2 separate regions of the Sus scrofa genome follow, and region 2 is linked to region 1. The links are chromatin contacts, called in public HiChIP or PLAC-seq maps. All regions are on one chromosome and are shown on one strand. The core of a region is the stretch at or near the end of the contact, and the rest is flanking DNA. Distances in the headings are between cores, read along the strand shown. Region 1 overlaps NAV1 (neuron navigator 1). Region 2 overlaps NAV1 (neuron navigator 1).

Region 1 (7,740 bases), core at 2,648-5,147:
TCTGGCCTCTGGCTTCTCTCTCCCCTTATGGGAGGAACCCAGAGCCCTGAAGCTGGTTTTTCTGTTTACTCTGGACCCAGGGCCACTTCCTCTCTTGGCCTTTGGTTTAGATTACTCCTGGTCCACACTTTGGTAGCCAGAACAATGACTCCCTTAGTTTGTATGGCTCATTTATTGATGAAAGTGTGCTTTCTATCAGTCGGCCCTTCCTTCTGCCCTGGGAGGAGTGGACAGGATGTGTACACATCCCCTGAGTCGGAGAAAGAGCCGTGGGAGGCCGGGGGAAGGGGTCACATGCTGGAGTCACACAGACCAATCGGGGTGGCTTCTGCATCCAGCGAGCTTAGAGCCCAGCCGGCTGTGCACAGGCGCCGTGCTGGACAAACCCAGCCTCCATCCCGGAGGAGCCTGTGGTCCAGTAAGGCTACTGCCACGCTGGAGCTCACAGGCTGAGCCTAGATTCAGTTCCTTTTTGGAAACCTTACCTCCAGCCCTGCTTCCTCTGTTTCTCTGACTGGTTCCCCCAGCAAGGAGAGAGGCTGGGCTAGCGGGCTGGGGCGGGAGAGGAAACGGAATCCCCCTGCCACTGCATCATGCCCTCTACCCCAACAGTGTCCTCCCCAGAGAGTTGCAAGGTGGAAGGGCTGAATCCAGGACCCAAGTTTGGGCTAGAATGTCCTTTGCCTACTCAAAGGGGTCTAGAGGTGCAGCTGGGAATAAAGACAGGCAGCGAGCTGGAGTGGTACCTATAGGGCAGAACGCTGAACAGGCTGCCTGCCAGGACCAGTGGGCGAGGCAAGGGCCTGCCCCACCCCTGTGGCTTGAGCACCAGGTACCCACCTGGCACTGTGCAGACTTCGATACGGGGGAGGGGGGTGTGACACAGGCCACCACGCAGGACCAGGGGCTCGCCTTCAGGGAACCTCCATCCTCTCCCAGGGCTGCAGTAAGCAGAACAGGGTGTGACACAAGGGACAGACAGAATGGCCCAAGGGGAGAAGCTGGAGGAGAAAAACCATTTTCTCACCATTGGTAGAGACAGTTTTGGAGGATTTGGGGCCCTTTAAGGAACTTTACAAAAACAGGAATAGAAAAAGCAGTGTCCCAGACCCATCTGACCCCCTAGAGTGACTAAAAATGGATGTCTTCGCAGAGTTAAGGTTCCAGTGCTTTGCGTAACACATGTTGCCTCCCCCCCACACCCCCGTGCCCAGCTTTCTTGGCCCCCAGATCCCATGTCGAGAATCAGCTCCGTCTGGCTTTATTCAGGCCCAGCCACTGAGACCCTCCCTATGGTTGATTTGGGCTGGGTGGGATTGTGGGGTTCTGAGTGGCCTGTCCAAGTAGACCCCACTCTGCTTTCTCCTCTGCAGCCCCTGTGGCCCTGGGGAACAAAGGACACCTCGCTCTAGAGGCCCGGACCCCTGGACTCTGGCTGTCCAGCACTAAGCTGCCTCCCTGCCCTGGCCCAGTAGGGCCTGAGGCTTGGGGCTCCAATGGCCATTTCCCCATGACTTCTCCTCTGTCCACTCAAGGCTGCTCTGTCCTCTGCCGAGGTCCTGCTGCTTCTTCTGATGCCCCTGCCTTGGCTGGCACTAGGCTTAGGATACCTGCCGCACATCTCATCAAGTTCCCAAAGCTGGAGTTCCCCTTGTGGCTTAGGGGTTAGCGAACCCGACTAGTGTCCATGAGGATGCGGGTTTGATCCCTGGCCTTGCTCAGTGGGTAAAGGATCTCGCATTGCCGTGAGTTGGCATGTAGGTTGCAGACATGGCTTGGATCCCTTGTTGTAGCAGTGGCGTAGGCTGGCAGCTACAGTTACCACTGGACCCCTAGCCTGGGAACCTCCATATGCTGTGGGTGTGGCCCTAAAAGACAAAAAAAACAAAGTCAATTTCCCAAAGCTTAACCTTCGCGCTCTGTGCCCCTCTGCTGACTGCGATCCAGTTAGGGAAGCAACCAGCCCTGAACTGACAAACGAGATGGTAGACGGCCTGAACAAAACAGATGATCAAGGCCCTTCACACTCCCGCGGCTCCCCCAGCTCTCACTGGCCCCTTCCCATTTATTGAGCACCTTCTGTATACCAGGCACTGTGTTAGGTCTTGCACATGTGGTGCTTACAACTCTATGTATGATCAAGTAGCTGTTAATGCTTTTGCCCCCATTTTACAGATGAGGAGATGGAGGCTTAGTGAGGTTTCTGATTTTCTTCTGGCTTGCTGACCAGTAAAGGTAGAAAAAGATTTAAACCTGGGTCACAGTACAGAATCTGTGCCCCTGCAGTGTACCAGTTTCCTTCCCTAGTGCTAACCATCATCTTCCTTTGACAGCCTGAGCGGACGTATCCCGGGTGACCTACACGGAAAGGGAACTCAGGCTCGTGGACAGAGGTGGGGGGCGTGAGAGCGGGTGGCCGTTTGAGGACGGGGGTCACAGTGGGTGCAGGGCTGGGGTTAACCAGTGTGCTTCTGCCCGCCCAGCTCCCTGGAGATGACCTGCTACGACAGTGACGACGCCAACCCCCGCAGCGTGTCCAGCCTGTCTAACCGCTCGTCACCCCTCTCCTGGCGCTACGGCCAGTCCAGCCCGCGGCTGCAGGCCGGGGACGCGCCGTCGGTGGGCGGGAGCTGCCGCTCCGAGGGGCCGCCCGCCTGGTACATGCACGGGGAGCGCGCGCACTACTCGCACACGATGCCCATGCGCTCCCCCAGCAAGCTCGGCCACATCTCGCGCCTGGAGCTGGTCGAGTCCCTGGACTCGGACGACGTGGACCTCAAGTCCGGCTACATGAGCGACAGCGACCTCATGGGCAAGACCATGACGGAGGACGACGACATCACCACCGGGTAGGGGCGGCTCCTGGGCAGCCAGGAGAGGCGGGGTGGACAATCCAGGTCGTGGGACGCCGGAAGGGCACATGGACCCTGGGGAGGATAAGGGGACTGCGGACAGTCTAGCGTGCGGACGCTGAAAGGGTGGGTGTCCTCTCGCCTGGGGAGGGTACTGCGCTGTGACAAGGACAGCATGCGGGGCTTCGCCTGCTGGTCTCGTAGCCGGTGATGTTGGGGGTGGGTGGGTATGGAGCCGACATCTGAGGAGCTGATTGGTCAGCGAAGATGCCCTTCTCATTGGCCCGCTTGGCTGTCATTCTCTGGCGCGCCCCGCCCTCCTCCTGGTCTTCTCTGGGAGCCGCAGGTGGCTCTGGTCTTTCAGGATCCTTGTGCTTCTCGGTGGGCGTCAGGCAGTCAGATCCCTTCCCTGTTTGAAAATGAGGGTGACAGGGCCCTGTTCCCTTGAGGGGCTGCTGGAAGTGAGGCTGAGAGCGTGTGTGTTGGAAGCGCTGGAGAGCCAAGCGCAGTAGTCGCTCTGCTTACGCCGGGTCCCAGCCCCTGGCCCCACCCCAGCTTTGGCCCCGGCTCTCCTCTGGTTTCTTCCTCGCAAGCTTCTGACAACGCAGTAATTTCCGAGTCCCAACCCCAGTGTATCAAACCTTTCTTTGCTGTCTTCCACTTTTCCTTTTCTGCCCCAGTTGACAGCGTTGGGTTTGTGGAGCCATTGGACCTAGGGGACATAGGGACAGTCTGGGAAGTGAGAAGAGGAGACAGGAGGAGGGAAGTGCTGGGGCTTAGGAGTCCAAGCCCTGAGGCTGGAGTGCTGCACTGCTCCTGGAAGCCCTGGGGCATCTCTCCCCTGAGCCACCCCAACTCCCTTCCTTGGTTTGCAGAGCCTCCAAGGGACCACGTAGTGCCTCCCCCCACCCCATCCCCCTGGAACAGTGCAAACTGGGAGAGTGGGAAGGAGCCGAGCTCCAGGCCGGCCACTGCTCTCCACCCGGAGCTGTACTGGGAGGACCGGGCGGGCCTGTCCAGCTGACAGGCTGCTCTGGAGCAAAACAACTGACTCATGAATGGGGTTGTTTACTGCCTCTCAGTCCCAGGGGCCGGCCGACCTCAGGCTTAAACCCACCAGCCGGGCTCGGCTGGAGACCAGGCAGGCATCCAGCTCCTCAGGACAGAGGCTGTGCAGGGCGGGCCGAGAGCCTCTGTGGCCGATGGCCTCTCTCTCTTCTCTGATCTCCTCTGAGGTATCAGGTCCTGCCCTCCAAGAGCACCCAGCTGGACAGGGCAGCGGCACCACCCTGGGTACCAAGGGGTCTGAAAGTCCCCTGTGTGGGAAGGCCTGGGGCTGCCTTTCAAGGGCCCCAGACCAGGCAGAGGGAGGTGAGAGCTGGCGCTGCCCCCTTCCCCAGTGGCCACACCAGAAAACTCCACGGGCAGGACTCCCACTTTTGGGGGGACCCCAGGCTGAGGTGGTGGCCGGACCTGTGGCACCTGACCGGTGTGTGAGCTGGAGCATGTCCGCCCATCCAGGCTTGGCTCTGTCTTTGCTCTTTGTAAACGCTCTGTGGAGTGTTTGCTGTCATCTGTAATTGCTGTTACTACTGCTGTTATGGTTAGAATCCCCCCAGAGCAGGCGAGGGACTCCTGCCCTCCCAGGGTCCCAGCCCTGCCCTCAGACATGGGCAGTCTAGCTGAGCACCATTAGAACCCGCAGCAGGGACAGACATGGTGGCAGCTGGCCAGTCTTGGGGACATAGATCCAGGAGGGTAGGGGTCAGGAGTGCTGGGAGGGGTGGGAAAGACACCCGATACCCACCCTCTGGACAGTGAATCAGTGCCAGAGCCGAGCATGCTAGGCTGCCAGGAACCAGCCCTAAGCCTGAGGAGCCTGGAGATCAAGGGGGGGGCTAGAGAACAGAGAGTGGGCCTGGTGATGCCTAAGGGGGCCTCCCTTCGAACCGCGGTGCTGGTTCCAAGGTCCCTTCACAGGCGTTTTTACGGTCAGTCTGCCATTAACGGCAACTCTCACCACCCCAGTTTTAAGGGGTCTCAGGCAGTAGCTCCCCGCCAGGACCATAAACACAGCCATTCTTAAAGGGGCTTAGGAGTCGAGGGGAACCGATTTTAATCCCCAGTAATTTTAATGTAAACAGTTACTCCTCAATTATGTGTTTTCCTGGCTGAGTGTCGTGTGTTTTCACTAGAAGCCAGGCCTCCTAGGTGCCAGCAAAGCTTGAGGAAACCTGCAAACCAGGACACACGTGCCCAGCCTCCCACAGGCCTCCCAAAACCTGGATGGAAACCAGGTTTTGTCATTTTAAAAAATGTCGCCCTCTTGGGAGTTCCCGTCGTGGCTTAGTGGACACGAATCTGACTGGCATGCATGAGGATGCAGGTTCGATCCCTGGCCTTGCTCAGTGGATTAAGGATCTGGCATTGCCGTCAGCTGTGGTGGAGCTCCCACCAATGCGGCTTGGATCCCGCTTTGCTGTGGCTCTGATGTAGGTCAGCAGCTATAGCTCCGACTTGACTGATTCGACCCTTAGTCTGGGAACTTCCACAGGCCGAGGGTGCGGCCTTAAAAAAGCAAAAATTAAAAACGTCCCACTCTTGAGAAAACCGCTTTTCCTATGCCTACAACAGGAAGGGCTGTTCCCTTCTCACCGGCCAGGGACACCCAGCCACCCCCGTCAGCCACTGCCACTGGCCGCTCGCTTCCTGCCTGTCAGGGTGCCCAGCACATGGCCAGCAGGACAGGTGAGGCTGACAGACGTGGTTCCCACGCGCCATCCAGGTGAGCCACAAAGGGTGGAGGTGACCGGAGGCTTTCTGGGTGCTCTGGATTATCTGCGGGGGGCTCTCCCCAAACCGTGTTCTGTCCCCGACAGCCCTCCCCGCTCCCTGATCCCCGGCTCCTCGGTGCTCACCTGGGTGAGCGCAGCAAAGGCAGATTCTAGAATGAGGAAGAGGAATCCTCTGTAGCTGCCAGAATTGTCATATACTTACTCGGAGTTGTTTATTTCAGCAGTTGTGGTAAAATACGTGTTTGTATATGGTTCATTTCTTAACCACTTTTAGGTTGGAGAGTTCAGTGGCATTCATTACATACACGTTGTTGGCTCATGGTCCCCAGTTGTCATCTTCAGGATGTCCTCGGCTTCCCACCCTGAAACTCTGTCCCCATTAAACACTCGCTCTCCACCTCCCACTCTCCAGCCGCTGGCCCCAGTCCTTCCACTTTTTGTCTCTGAGCTTAACTAGTCTAGGGACCTCATTGACGTCGGATCACACAGTATTTATCTTGAAGAAACTGGCTGCTTTCACTCAGCGTCAGGTCCTCTAGGTTCATCTGGGTGGTAGCAGGTGTCAGAATTTCCTTCCTCACAGGTTCCGTTGTGGCGAAGCAGCAACGAATCCAACTAGTGTCCATGAGGTTGGATTTGATCCCCGGCCTCGAGGATCCGGCGTTGCCGTGAGCTGTGGTGTAGGTCGCAGACGCAGTTGGGATCCCGTGTTGCTGTGGCTGTGGGGTAGGCTGGCAGCTGTAGCTCTGATTAGACCGCTAGCCTGGGAATCTCCATATGCCGCAGGTGCGGCCCTGAAAAGCAAAAAAATCAAAAATAAAATTAAAGAATTTCTTTCCTTTTGGGGGCCCAATAACATTCCATTGTGTTTAGACCACATATTATTTATCCATTTACCCATCAACATACATTAGACATGCTTCCACCTGTCTTTTTTTTTTTTTTTTTTTGTCTTTTGTCTTTTTAGGACCGCATCCGCAGCATATGGAGGTTCCCAGGCTAGAGGTCCATTTGGAGCTGTAGCCGCCGGCCTACACCACAGCCACAGCAATGCCAGATCTGAGCCTGACCTACACCACAGCTCACGGCAACGCCGGATCCTTAACCCACTGAGTGAGGCCAGGGATTGAACCCGCGACCTCATGGTTCCTAGTCGCATTCATTTCCGCTGCGCCATGATGGGAACTCCCCACCTTTTAACTGTGGGAAATAATCTTGGTGTGAACATGAGTGTACAAATATCTCCTTGAGAATCTACTTTCAGATCTTCTGGGTACATACCTAGAAGTGGACTTCCTGGATCACGTGGCAGTTCTATTTTTAAGTTTTTGAGGAACCAGCTTACTGTTCTCTGCCATGGCTGCACTATTTTATATTCCCACTAACAGTGCATGAGGGTTCCAGTTTCCGCAGCCTCGCCAACACTTATTTTCTATCTGTTTTCTTTTTTAAATAACAACCATCCCGATAGATATGAAGTGGTGTCTCCTTGTGTTTTAATCAGCATTTTCCTAATGCCTAAGGATGTTGAACATCTTTTCGTGTGTTTTATTAGCCATTCATATGTCTTCTTTGCAGAAATATCGATTCAAGTCCCTGGCCCGTTTTTTAACTGGGTCGTTTTGGTGTCGTTGCTGTTGAGTTGTAGGTGTTCTTGATGTAGTCTGGGTATTAATCCCTTATCAGCCATGTGACTCTGTGGGTTGCTTTTTCATTCTCTTGCTAGGGCTCTTTAATACACAAAAGTTTTTCATTCGCATAAAGTCCGATTTATCTGTTTCTTTTGTTGCCTGCACTGTGGGTGTCACAGCCAAAAAGGCATCGCCAAGTTCAATGTCATGAACCTTTGCCCTGATGTTTTCCTTTAAGAGTTTTGTAGCTGATGGGGCTTTTTAAAGATACAGATTCCAGGAGTTCCCTGGTGGCTCAGTAGGTTAGGGATCTGGCATTGTCACCACTGTAGCTCAGGTTACTGCTGTGGCTCGGGTTCGATCTCTGGCCTTGGGAACTGGACACAGGAAGCCTCTATTCCTTGAAGACTAATACATCACTGGGGGGGGAAGATGTTGAGAGGAAAAGAATATCACAGCCGT
Region 2 (7,740 bases), core at 1,438-3,937, 63 kb after region 1:
CACGGACGATGGTGAGACCTCATGCCAGCGCGGTTCACGCTCATTCCAGCTCTGCTGGGTCCCCCGGCCCGCCCACCGCTGCCGTCACCACACATGGACAATTCACAGGACATCCAGTTGGGCCATTTCAGCTCTTTCTTCCCATCCCTTTGGAGGGTCTGGGGGCCCCAAAACCTTGGGTGGCTCCGTCTAGCTCGGGGGCAGAGGGGGAACAGCATGGAGGGCTAGATGGCGCTCTGAAGCCACAGCCCTCATCCTCCCAGCTTCAGAGGACAGGGATGCAGAGGTGGCTCTTAAACCCTTAAAAGAATTAGGCATCTCATTCCTCTTTCAAGAAGGTTCCTGGGAGTTCCCCTTGTGGCCCAGCTGGTTAAGAACCTGACATAGTGTCTGCGAGGATGTAGGTTCAATCCCTGGCTTTGCTCAGTGGGTTCAGGATCCCACGTTGCTGTGGCTGTGGTGTAGGCTGACAGCTGCAGTTCCTATTCAACTCCTAGCCCGGAAAATTCCATGTGCCACAGGTGCGGCCTTAAAAAGAAAAAAAAAATGTCTATGGCGTCCCCTGGTGGCCTAGTGGTTGAGGATCTGGCGTTGTCACTGCTGTGGCTCAGGTTCCATCCCTGGCCTGGGAACTTCTGCATGCCAGGGGCACAGCCAAGAAAAAAAAACAATGTTCTGAAGACCAGCTTGAGGTTGGCCTGCTGGGTGTTGGTGCCAGAGCTGAGCCCGGCTTTCTGGGGGTTAGACGTGCGTGACTGTGGGACGCTCATCGCTCATGAGGGTTTGCCTGGCACACGGGCTCTGGTCCTCTCTGTGGGGCTGCTGTTCTGATGCCTGGAGAATCAGAAGGCGTGTTTTGCATTTGGGAGCTTTTTCGTCTGTGTGGTCCCCACTGCAAAGAGGAGGCAGGACCGAGGCTCTGTTCTGAGCAGCTCTGAGGAAAAGCTGCCTCTTCCGCAACAGAAGTGCTTTCCTGAGGGGGGAGGAAGTGACGCCTGACCAGGAGCATGTCCTTCCCCTCCCCCTTAACCCTTGTGCGCCCCCCCCCCCCCCCGGAGCAAGGGAGAGCGGAGAAAGCCGGCTGGAGGAGGCTGGCTCTGCTGGACTGCGCGCGTGCACATGCGCAGCTGGGCCCCCTGTTCGTGCTCGCTCTCTGCAGAATCAGAACCCCAGTCCCGTCCTTAGGGCTCTTCCTGGACCCCTAGCCCTCTGTTAACCCTTCGTGTTCTGCTTCTCTTGCAGTTCACGGCTCAGTGCTGTCCTTGGCCTCCAGCGCCTCCTCTACCTACTCCTCAGTAAGCAAGCCCCTCCATCCCCACACTGCACCCGGGACCCTCCTGGGGGTGGGGGCTCCTGGAGCTTAGAGCACGTGGTGGGCCCTTCTGGACCTCAGTGGCCTCCCCACCACTTCCTGAGCAAGTCTGGTGCCTTCTGAGCCCCTCCTTCGAAAGCGGAGAACAGTCCTTGTAGGGCTGTTCGGTGCCAGCCAGAGGGCAGCGTCCCCAGCCAGGTGACATGAGGGGGGGGGTCTCTCCAGGACTCCAGAGCCCAGCAGTGTGGGGAACCCTCCCAGTGCTCCTGGTGGCCTGGGCCGTGAGGGATGGTTGATCCTGAGGTCCGTTCTGGCCCTAACACCTACGCCTTCAAGTTGATGGCCATAAGGATGAGCTTCAGATCAGCCGGTTTCATCTGCCAGCCTTCTTGGCAGCGACAAGCTCCAGGGAGGGCTTTGTTAAACCGCGGTCTGGGGTCCGAGCCCACCTGTGAGGAGGATCCAGGGCCCGGATGCAGGTCTCAGCCGCTTGGCGTGCCCCAGGCCCCCTCCCTTGAGCTCTGTGCGCTGCCTTCTCCACGGTAACCGCCTCTCTCCCCCTCTGTGCTCCCTGCTTCAGGCTGAGGAGAGGATGCAGTCCGAGGTAGGGAGCCAGCTGTTGTCTCTGCTTGTCGCCATCACCGCCCCCGTCGCCTTCCAGAGCTTACACTTCTTCCGCCACCGTCAGTTCGTATCCCCTTCCTTTCACAGCAAATCCGGAAGCTGCGGAGGGAACTGGAATCGTCCCAGGAAAAAGTGGCCACCTTGACGTCCCAGCTTTCGGCCAACGTGAGTGCCCAAAAGCAGGGCAGCTGGTTGGGCCCCAAATTAGGGACGTTCAGCCAGAGGAGAACCGGCTGCTTCGGCGTCCTGTGGGCTTTGATCCCAGGGGAACAGAGGATTTGGGGATTGGCGCGTCTTCCCCGGAGCCCCGATGTTTAGGAAGCACCATTTTTACCCCCACCCTAATTCACAGGTGTGGGTGAAGTCACGTCCAGTGGCCTTTGAGCGTCTGGGTTCTCAGTGGTTCTGGGTGGAGGTGACAGAATTAGTTATGGGTTAGTATTATCCATCCCCAGAACCCTCTGCCTCTGCCCAGGGGTACATTCGTGCCTTTGTCATACCCACGTGTCCGGACAGGCACAGGCACAGAGCTGGGTGTTGGAGCCCCGTCTGGCCCCTGTGACGGGGCGTAGGGGCCCGGCCCCACCTCCCCGGCCCCTTGGCCCTCACTTCAAGTGGGGGCCAGCATGCTTTGTGGCTGTCTTCACTGAGAAGGAGTTTCTTCTTGGTGGCCTCTCCGCCCCACGGGATGGGGAGACATGAAGCTGCCTCCCCGACGAGGCGGCAAACAGGACATAGGAGCCCTTTTCCCCCAAAGCTGTAAACAACAGCTGAGCCGGATCTGCTGGCGCTGGCTCTCCAAGTGTTTGCACAAAGTAACCATGTCTGCAGCTTCCGCAGGCCTTTCTGGCTTTCTTCTCTCCCCTTCCTCCCTGGGGGGCCCAGCTGTCAGGCCTGGTCCCCAGCCCAGACTCAGGTAGCATTTCCACTGTATTTCAGCAGCAGTTTCCTCACCACAGTGGTTCTTCTCTTTCCCCCAAACTCTCATTTGTACACTTATCAGCTTGTATGAAGTTCACCCCAAGTCCTTAAAACTACGATTGGGGACCTATAAGAATTGTAATCGAGTCAAGATACATCTTTTCTCTCCCTGTGCCCCACCCCCAAGGCTGGGAAATTGGGAGGCGGAGTGAGGGGGGCAGAGGCCCCCCCCCCGACTCATTTGCACTCAGCCTCCTGCTGGTGAGACTGGGCGGGAGCCCAGAGGATGGGTTCAAGGGTGACTCTCTTAGGACAGGAAGAGAACAGGCTGAACCCGCAGACCCGCTGGCCTGGATTTTGGATGCAGGCTTTGACTGAGGGTCAGAGCCCTGCCTCCAAGCCGGGGCTGCAGCGCAAGGACCCCCACTTGTTCTCAGGATCCTTGACTGCAGACCTTGTGCCCTGTTCCCCGGACTCCCCAGCTGTCCGCCCTGGGGCACCTTCCAACCCCTACCCCAGATGCCAGCCTCCTTCCAGCACCTCGGCCAAGCCCTGAGGTCATCCAGGCCCCTCTGGGGCTGGGGGTGGTGGTGGCAGCACCCCCAGAGGAGGGGGAGCCCACTCGGCAGGAGGCCAGCACGGAAAAGCCCTCAAGAAGGGGGTGACCTGAGGCCAAGAAGGCACGGACTCCCTGGACCAGAGACGCCTCCCTCAAGCTGTGTCCCCAGGGTGGTGGTTGGAAACTGGAGTTGGCCACAGGGAGGCAGAACCTCTGGGGACGGGAAGCAGTGGGGTCACAGTGTCCCTCACTTGCTGGGTCACCGTCTGCTTGGTGCCCTCACTGATGGCTGTTCCTCCTTCTGAGCACGCATCTGCCTCTCTGGTCCCAAGCCGATAGAGCTGGATGGAGCTCCAGCCCACCTTCCCCTACCTCCCCCAGGTCCCTGGGGCGGCTCTCGAGGCAGGCCCGCCACCTAGTGTCCAGACTGCAGAATTGCTCTGAATCCTCCGCCCCCCCCCCCCCCCGCACCCACAGCTGCTCCAGCCCCCCAAAAGGAGCCCCAGGAAATGGTCAGGGAAGGAGCTTCAAAACACAATACGATTGAGAACCGAGGTCCCTGGGTGCAAGGGGGGCGATATGCCACACCCTTTCCATGGGGGTGGGGTGATGGAGCCCTGAGGCCAGCCCACAGGTAACAGCCACAGCCCCAGGGGGGATGGCCTTCCCTCGGAGCAGAGGGGCCATCCCACCCCCTGCCAGCCATGGGGCCAGGTCTCCAGAGCCTCCAAAGACCTGCCCCGCCCTGATGCAGTCTAGGCCACCTCACTGTTGGAGAAGCTGAGCCCCAGGAATTCCCTTCAGGCCAGAAAGGGAAATTCGTGTTCCGAAGCCACTAAGAGGCTGGCTGTCCTTGGTCAGCTCTGAGACCCAGGATGCCAGCTCTGTCCTTCCCCAGACTAGGGCAGCTGGGGAACCTCCATGGGCCTTTGTTTCAGGCCAACCTAGTGGCAGCTTTTGAGCAGAGCCTGGTGAACATGACGTCACGCCTACGGCACCTGGCAGAGACGGCCGAGGAGAAGGTGAGAGCCAGGGCAGAGGGGGGACAGGCCAGGCTCCCTCCCCTTCTGTCGCCCTGAGTCCTCCATCTGCCCAGCTGGCCGCTTCCCCACCCTTCTCTATCAGACCCAGGGGGCCCCAGGGCCCAGCCCTTGCTGGGCTTGGAGGGGATGCTCCCAACCCCAGACAGCGAGGCACCTTGGTTTCCCTCTCAGGACACTGAGCTGCTGGACCTACGAGAAACCATAGACTTTCTGAAGAAGAAGAACTCAGAGGCCCAGGCCGTCATTCAGGGAGCTCTCAACGCCTCAGAAGCCACGCCCAAAGGTAGGCCCTCTGGCCACAGGCCCAGGGGAAGGGGTGTTATTGCAGGCTTTGCTCGGTGCCCAGGGCGCCAGTCCCACATCAGATTTCTAGGAGGCGAGGGTCCTTTCATGGTCAAGGAGGAGCGGCCAGAACTCACCCCCACCAAAGCCATAGCCCAAGAGCCGTCCAAGACAGTCGTTAAAATGGCACTTGACTCTTACAAACTCAAGGTACCCTGCAGACGACCCAGCAGTCATGCTCCCGGGTGTTTGCCCAAAGGAGCGGAAATGTCACATCCCCGTAAAAACCTAGACATGGATTTTTTTTTTTTGGCTTTTTGTCTTTTCTAGGGCCACTCCCTCGGCCTATGGAGGTTCCCAGGTTAGGGTTCTAATCAGAGCTGTAGCCGCTGGCCTTTGCCACAGCCACAGCAATGTGGGATCCCAGCTGCGTCTGCGACCTACACCACAGCTCACGGCAACGTCGGATCCTTAACCCGCTGAGCGAGGCCAGGGCTCGAACCCGCAACCTCATGGTTCCTAGTCGGATGTGTGAACCACTGAGCCACGACAGGAACTCCTGGACGTGGATGTTTAGAGCAGCTTTGTTCACAGTCGTCAAAGCTCAGAAGCAGCCCGGATGTCCTTCAGTAGGTGAACGGATGGATAAACTGCCATAGCCAGGCAACGACATGTCACAGGGCATAAGGAAACGAGTCCTCAAGCTAGGAAAAGATACATGGGTAAATGTCCATCGCTAAGTGCAAGGAGCCCATCAGAAAAGGTGGTGCCTATTGTGCGGTTCCCACTGTGCGACATTCCCGAAAAGACAGGACTCCGGGGATGAAGAAAGGATTGCAGTAGTCGGGGGAGGGGAGGGACGAGCAGGCGGGACGTGGACGCTTAGGACAGGACAGGATTCTGTAGGGTATGGCCCTCACACCTTTGCCCGGGTGCTCAGAGCCCACGGGCAGGAGTGAAGCCTGGAGGCACTGGGCGATGGGCGTATGTCAGAGCAGGTCCGTCCATTGTCGACAGCGCACGTCAGGTGGGGATGTGGGTGGTGGGGGCTGTGAGTGTGTGGGAGCAGAAGCTGCCCTAAAAAGTAGTCTAAAACTAGCGCTTTCTCTCGGTTTTTTGGTTTTGTTTTGTTTTTGGGGGTTTGTTTTGTTTTGTTTTGCTTTTTAGAGCATATGGAGGTTCCCAGGCTAGGAATCGAATCAGAGCTGCAACTGCCGGCCTACACCACAGCCACAGCCATGCCAAGATCCAAGCCGCGTCTTCGACCTACACCACAGCTCACAGCAACGCCAGATCCTTAACCCACTGAGCAAGGCCGGAGATCCAACCTGCAACCTCATGGTTCCTAGTCGGATTCATTTCTGCTGCACCACAATGGGAACTCCTCAAAATATAATTTTATTTTATCTTTTTTTTAACTTTTTTTTCTTTCTTTTTTTTTTTTTTTTTTTTTTTTTGGTCTTTTTGCCATTTCTTGGGCTGCTCCAGCGGCATATGGAGGTTCCCAGGCTAGGGGTCAAATCGGAGCTGTAGCCGCTGGCCTACGCCAGAGCCACAGCAACTCGGGATCCGAGCCGCATCTGCAACCTACACCACAGCTCACGGCAACGCCGGATCCTTAACCCACTGAGCGAGGGCAGGGATCGAACCCACAACCGCGTGGTTCTTAGTCGGATTGGTTAACCACTGCACCACGACGGGAACTCCAAAATATAATTTTAATACTTATTTGACTTCTGTAAGGTGGCCACCCAACTGGAAGTTTGTTGTATTAAATCAGTCCAGCTTGAACATCGACTAGGTATTAAGTTGAAAGAGATACTATCAGTCTTCTCCGGTGTAACAGTGATGCTGCGACCGAGTCCTTAGTCTTCAGAGGCACATCCTGAAGTGTCTGGTGGTAAAGTGTCATGCTGTTGCAACTTGTTTTCAAATTAAGAAAATGTTCTCCGGATTTCCCATCGTGGCGCAGTGGTTAACGAATCCAACTAGGAACCATGAGGTTGCGGGTTCGAGCCCTGGCCTTGCTCAGTGGGTCAAGGATCCGGCGTTGTCGTGAGCTGTGGTGTAGGTCACAGATGCGGCTCGGATCCCGCGTTGCTGTGGCTCTGGCGTAGGCCAGTGGCTACAGCTCCGATTCGACCCCTAACCTGGGAACCTCCATATGCTGTGGGAGTGGCCCTAGAAAAGACAAAAAGAAAAAAAAAAAAGAAAGAAAGAAAATGTTCTCTGTGTGTTTGTGTGTGTGTGTGTTTGCGCCTAAGTGGAGAAGAGTGAAAATATAACAAAATATTAACAGTTGTTACTTTAGGTGGAGGCCAAGTGGGGGTCCTGGGTTGTGCTGTGCTTTAAGTGTTCCTGTGTGTTTGAAACATTTCAGAAGTGCAAGTGGGAGGGAAAGAGACTACAGCTAGACCCACCACCCTGTGCCTGGTCTAGGACAGACTCTCTCTCTGGCCACATCTCCCATCACCTTTGCCTGCTGTGCTCCAGGAGACACAGTCAGCCTTTATTGAACACCTGCAGTATGCCAGGCACAAGTCTGAGCATTTTACTGATGTTAATTTGTTTATTCTGAATAACAGCTCCATAAGATATATTGTATAGTTGAGAATAAGATCAGAGAAGACAAGCAACTTGCTCAAACACAGCTCCTTAGTGACGGGTCTGGAACATTGAGCTATTTCTAGTTTCCCTGAATACACCTGACTCTTCACATTCCTGTGTGCTGCATGGATAAGCGAATCCTGACTTTTGCTACAGTATTTCAGGTTTTCCTCCTTATTGTTGACCCAGGCTCAACTTGGTCAGGAGGACTTCTAGAAGCCTTCAAAGACAAATGCTGAAAGCAACGACACCTAATTTTATTTTGTTTGCAAATACATAATAAGTGTACATGGCACAAAATTTTAAACACACAAGAGATTTCCTAACTTTTCGAAGACTGCTTGATTCTAAAAACGTATCCCGGAGTTCCTGTCATGGCTGAGCAGTAACAA

What was found. HiChIP or PLAC-seq counts read pairs in DNA pulled down with a chosen protein or histone mark.
Region 2: an H3K27ac HiChIP or PLAC-seq map of skeletal muscle shows a contact between it and region 1, with 6 times the contacts expected there. The contact joins two enhancer-like sites. A contact is called at or near these places in 1 of 5 promoter capture datasets (liver), 21 of 47 Hi-C or Micro-C datasets (adipose tissue, alveolar macrophages, brain and 13 more) and 2 of 2 datasets of contacts at active chromatin or transcription factors (alveolar macrophages and skeletal muscle).

The regions. Positions count from the first base shown.
Region 1 is chr10:24,015,799-24,023,538 of Sscrofa11.1, forward strand. NAV1 (neuron navigator 1) reads left to right here. Exons shown (of 31, transcript XM_021064517.1): 6 at 2,484-2,849. Among named protein-coding and RNA genes, the nearest start is that of IPO9, 90 kb to the right of the region's middle. Within about 2 kb of position 3,898, at least 40 of the 83 cell types and tissues checked have an H3K27ac peak or open chromatin away from gene starts, as enhancers often do. A contact at or near this core is called in adipose tissue, fetal skeletal muscle, mesenteric adipose tissue and 3 more, where this site is marked.
Region 2 is chr10:24,080,269-24,088,008 of Sscrofa11.1, forward strand. NAV1 (neuron navigator 1) reads left to right here. Exons shown (of 31, transcript XM_021064517.1): 13 at 1,243-1,295; 14 at 2,024-2,101; 15 at 4,355-4,438; 16 at 4,631-4,742. Among named protein-coding and RNA genes, the nearest start is that of IPO9, 26 kb to the right of the region's middle. Within about 2 kb of position 2,688, at least 19 of the 83 cell types and tissues checked have an H3K27ac peak or open chromatin away from gene starts, as enhancers often do. A contact at or near this core is called in adipose tissue, fetal skeletal muscle, mesenteric adipose tissue and 3 more, where this site is marked.